Regions from separate parts of the Anser cygnoides genome. Here region 1 is linked to region 2. The links are chromatin contacts, called in public Hi-C maps. All regions are on one chromosome and are shown on one strand. The core of a region is the stretch at or near the end of the contact, and the rest is flanking DNA. Distances in the headings are between cores, read along the strand shown.

Region 1 (2,700 bases), core at 89-2,588, 290 kb after region 2:
CTGATAGCCATGGGAAGACCAATACATCTGCTTGGAGGTCCACAAAACCACAGCTGTGACTGAAAGAAGGAATACAGAAAAAGCCACGGTGAAAGCAGCTTCCTAGGCCTTGTTTTAGGACCTGTCTCTTCCACAACCAGGCCTCGCTGTTGTATTTTAGGTTGGGGGTGTCTGTGTTTCCTCATGAACATCCCCGGGTCCCAGCACAACCTCGGGGTACACGGCGGGGCTCAGCAGTGGAGAACATGAGGGCCTTTCTGCCTTGACACTCGACTTGCTGCGCTAACGCTTTCTGGAAGTCAGATTTCTGTTTATTTATAGACAAATGAAAATATTATGTCTACTTTCATGTGGCAGGCTCAGAAAACAAGAAACAGTCACAGGAAAAGCATTTGTGATGGAAAGTTGCTGTCCTCTCCCTGGGACCGTTTGGTCTGTGAGAAGAGAAGGAAAACGGGGAGGGGGGAAGGGATATATAGATATATATATATGCATGCATATATATAGTCTGTATGTGTTTATATTTTAAATATATATTATATATAGAAGTAAGAATCATAATCTTAGAAGAAACCACTATGAATATTTCTCATTAACATGAGAAGAAATAATACTGGTTCTTATAAGGGTCAGAAGGCAGCAACGTGTGCTCCACGGATGCGCACATCCTTGGTGGGAGCTGGAGGCCTGGACATCGGTAGTTTTTGTGAGGGCATGAATGAAGGACAAATAAATCCAGGCTCCAGCTCCCACCCTAGCTTTCCTCTGGGAAGCCTCCTGGCATGCTCCTTGCTCTCTGGGTTTTTGAAAACCAATTATAATGTCAATTATCATATTTTTATTCTTTCCCTCTAATAAAGAGCATCCCTAAGAGTGTCTCATCCACATGCCTTTCCTCTACTGCACCCAGCATTTCCCCAGCTTTGGCCAAGCTGGCGGCCCTGACCCCCTTCCCTCTCTACCTGCCACATCGCCTCTGTGAGCCCCGAATCCCAAAAAATCAGCAGCATCTAAAAATATCAGCATATATATATAGCATATATATACATAGCATATATATATATATCATTGGAGGCCCGACTCACCCATGCAAAGTGCCATCCTGCGGGATCAGTGCTACAGGGAGTGCAGAAGGTGCACGTGGCCTTTGCACTGTCCCTGCCAAGGCAGATTGCATTGCTGCAAAGTACTTGCTGGGGACCAAATCTGTCCTCGCTGGAGGAACCTGCTATACCACAACAGGCATACGTGCCTTTGTTTCTACTCCAAAAACAGAGCGCAGTTTGAGGAGGGGCTCAATGCCATCCTTCTTCCACAACTTTAAGAGCAATTTTGAAAATTGCTCTCTTGTGACCTCAAAAAAATACATAATTTTCTATAGGAATTGCAAATATGAGAATTCAGGGAAAAAATCTCCCATCAGGAAGACATTTTCCCAGACTTGGATGCTACAAGCAGCGGAGCCCAGCGCGTGTGCAAACACAACGTGCCTCTGGCCTGAGCGGGCGAGCAGCACATAATGGGGCAAAAATCACACGTGGTGACACCGGCGAACATGCAGAGCACGAAACCCTCTGCTAGCTCTCCCAGAAAAATAGCCTTGAACAAACCAGCCCCGGGCCATTTCGGACGGCAACAAAGCTAACAACGAAACCAAACAGAGAAATATCCTGACAGACTTCAGCTCAGTGAGCAAACAAACACAGAAACCCGGGTTCCAAAGAGCGGGGGAACTCAGTTATGAAACGAGTTTTTGGTACAAAAGGAAGCTTAAAGCCACCGCTGGTGATCAGGCAGGGAGGAGGAAGGTCGCACTGGGTGTCAGGCCACACTTCACACACACACAGATCGTTCAATCAATATTTGTCCTGGAATCGTACCCGGTGGAAAATTTCGAATTGAAAGGTCAGCATAATTCAGTGCTCACTTTCATTCATGCTGCATGCTTGGAAGAACGCGTGTTTTTACATCTAGCACAAAATAAGCTTCATAAATCCAAGGATTTTTTTTTAACCAAAAAAAAAAAAAAAGACAGACATCTTGGAAGTAAGCCCTGTGTTCGTAATGCCTCTCAGTTACACCTTCAGCGGGACAGGGACCTCTCGCCTATGATTTTAGCAAAATAACCGCGGCACGAGGGGGGCTGTTTAAATCCCCAGGCTCTGGACCTAATGGCACAAATCCACAAACGTGGGTGAGAAGTGAAAGCTCCAGAAACCTCCCCAAAGCCGGGAGCATGGGCACTGCTGCTGCCCCGGCACGCTGCGAAGGGCTGCACGGGGATTTATCCCCGCCGCCCCTGCCTGCCTCGGCCATGCCGGCATCGGGGGTTTTATTTAAGGTCACTCCAGGAACAGCGGAAAGATCTAATCCCGTGATCACCAGACAGCTGTTACCCCCTGCCTTTGTGAAAATGATGATCTCAAGTTGAGGATCTTGTTGCCTTGAATCATTGTTTTTTTTCCCCCCGTGTGTTTGCCGTAACAGATTGTTTGCTCGCATTCGGACTGTAAGGTCATGACTCAGTTTTTTTCCCCCTATCAAGAATTAAAGGAAATTTGAGTGTGTGCGGCCCTAAACATGGACTTTAGAATTTGGCTCCAAAAAAATAATAATAATTAAAACACAAACAAAACAAACTAAAAATAGAGAAAAAAACAACGCTCTTGCCTAGTGACTTAATTACAACGTATGCACAAA
Region 2 (2,700 bases), core at 3-2,502:
GTGCTCCAGTGTTTCCCCATCACTCGTGCTCCATCTCTCTATCTTCCATTTTTCGGTGTCGTGCTGTTCTGGGGCTTCTTTCTCTTTAAGAGGAAACTCGGCGGAAGCTGAGCTATTCAATATTGTTTCGTATTATTTGGTTGTGAAACAATTTAATTTGTTTATGGCTCTAAAGGTCAGATTTGACTGTTGCCCAAATTTCTAAAGAATAAAGAATGAATCAGGCTGAAAGGGACTTTGTGGCATGATAAACTGGAGAAAGAGAAGGGGGCTAGTGAGAATATTTAACTGGAACAGCAAGACAAACTTACCTTCAGTTCAGGTTTAAAAGCCTAGTCAATCATTACACATTTTTTATTATTTACCTGGTACAAAATCCCCCCAGCAGAAGAAGTAGAAAAACTCACAGGCCACATTCTTTCAAATTTTTAGTAGCTTGCTTGGCATTTTTTTTTCTTTTCTGTAGCTCAGGAAAATTCAGGTGGTATGGATTGCATTGGTGCATTTATAGATTAGAAATAAAGTGGCAGTGCATGGTGGCTGTGACTCCAGGCAGGGGATGTTTGTAACACTGATGAGACCAGGGCCAGCCGGGGACTTTGAGAAGGAAGGTGATTCTCACACAGTGAGCAGAAGACAAAGGTTGCATTTACACCTGGCCAGAAGGTTTAATCATCTACCATTTCCAAACATTGCAGGCTCACAATCTGTTGTGTCTGAGATCATAAAACATATCACAAACTGGAGACAAGAGAGCTGGGGCTTGATTGACCAGAGCTTATCTTTTCTTTTTTCTTCCTTCTTATTTTTCACTCAGTTTTCTGCTTTAAAAAAAAAAAAAAAAAAAAAAAAAAAAAAAGATGCTTCTTTACTGGTGTAGCAGGAAACATGATGCAAAGCAAAGCAATTCTGAAAATCCAGGATGAGTGGGTGATTTCCATTCCTCTCCGCTTCATCACACCAAACACTTGGGAGACAGATCACCTGGTTGCTCAAACCTTCCTCCCAGGCTTGCAAGGAAAAGAAATTGTGGAAAAGGGAACAAAAAATGGAGAGGAGTACTCAAAGAGAAGCGGGTAGAAACCTCTCGTAGGTTGGTTTTCCAGGTCCTACCCCGGAAATATCTAACACTGAACCATCTGAAACTCTGGGTGTAGGTGACTTTCGCCTTTTGGGGGGGTGAGGTTTAAATTATGGTAACAGTTAAAAATAATCCATCTGTGATGGGAGGGTTTTTTTTTGCAACATTAGCAGCATTTTCGCACTTCTGATCTGCTGTTGGTTTCTCCCGTTCCTGTAACCCGTTGCTGACAGTGAGGTTGGCGAGTTTATTGAGCAAGACCAGTAACTCCCGTGCTGCTTCCTTCTGATGGCCTCTGCAAGGTCGTCACCCTTAGTTGTGTGATGGTGGCCAGGCTGTGGAGAGGATCGTGGATTTAACACATGTGGGATTTCCCACTGTTATCCATGATGGGCCCTGAGAGCAAGCGTGGAAGGGCCATGCCCTGGCCACAGCTCCATCATCCTTCGTGAGGGTTGGGCCTGCCATGCTAGGGAGGAGATGTTGCTTTGCACCTCGTTTGGGTGCTTCAGCGCTGATTCATCAAAGCACTTAGCGCTGGGGGGAGGAACGGCCCGGTTGGGATGAAGGTTTGCACTGCAGACTTCAAAGGAGGCCCAGTTTAACCCTTTGACTTCAGTGGGGTTAGAGCCCCCGTTTGGAGGTAAGCATGTGATAAGCTGGGTTGGGACCACCCTCTCTATTTGGAGGGGGGCGTAAATACCTTGAGTTTTGGGGGTATGATCACCTGTCTGATGATGCCTCTGTGAGATTTATGCCTGCCAGCTTTAACCTGCTTTAAAAAAAAGAGTGGAGTAGGAGCAATAAGAGTTTCCCCAGGTCAAGCTCATCAATCAAGGCAGGATGGAGGGCCATCTGCCCCTGGCATGGCCAGGTGCCCTCAGGGTGTCCCTAGCACCCTGGGGCTGCCCACGACCTGATAACAAGAGTGGCATCTTTGATGTCGCCTGGGGCAGCAGCCACACAGAATTGCATAATCAAGGTCACTGGAAAATTACACAAAACTTTGCCCACATCTATTGGAAAAATGTGAAACACTTGCAAAAAAAAAAAAAAAAGGAAGAAAGAAAGAAAGAAAGAAAAAAAAAACTAACCTCATACCATGCTGTGAATGGCATGCTACAGTGGTGAGCTTTCCCCTCACTGTACCCTAGAAGTACGTATGAAAAAATGTGAGCGGACATAACAGCAATTAAAAATTTTCACTGATAGCCACATGAAATCAACTCTGAGGTTTCCCCTCTCTCTTCTTCAGATAAAGTTTTAATTACATGATGGTGTGTGAATATAATAAGTAATCATCTCATACTTCGCATTACTGAGTGCTGTCTCTGAGGAGTTTAAGGGGTGAGTTGGGTTTCACGTGCCCTCAGGAGCTGCTAAGCATTTGCATGGCTACTTGCAAAAAAAGAAATACCTAAGCTGAAAATATGTAGATGAAAATAAAGAGGAGAAGAAATTTCAGAGCTCATCTTTGGAAGAAGAAATTTCTTGGAGAAACTTCTGATACTCTCTCAACATTTTCCTGTTTTGTTGTTGTTTTTACATTAAATTTTACATTAAAAAGCACTTTTTTCTCCTGTGTTCTTGCCCTTTTGGTTTATATTTATCCACCCCTC

Evidence for each region. A called contact is a pair of places that touch in the nucleus more often than the background predicts.
Region 1: a contact with region 2 is called in a Hi-C map of liver, with 11 times the contacts expected there. The contact joins two enhancer-like sites. A contact is called at or near these places in 2 of 7 Hi-C or Micro-C datasets (both in liver).

What each region holds. Positions count from the first base shown.
Region 1 is chr2:113,942,068-113,944,767 of Taihu_goose_T2T_genome, forward strand. No RefSeq gene overlaps it. Among named protein-coding and RNA genes, the nearest start is that of CABLES1, 13 kb to the right of the region's middle. Within about 2 kb of position 1,339, at least 2 of the 3 cell types and tissues checked have open chromatin away from gene starts, as enhancers often do. A contact at or near this core is called in liver, where this site is marked.
Region 2 is chr2:113,649,414-113,652,113 of Taihu_goose_T2T_genome, forward strand. No RefSeq gene overlaps it. Among named protein-coding and RNA genes, the nearest start is that of GATA6, 39 kb to the right of the region's middle. Within about 2 kb of position 1,253, at least 2 of the 3 cell types and tissues checked have open chromatin away from gene starts, as enhancers often do. A contact at or near this core is called in liver, where this site is marked.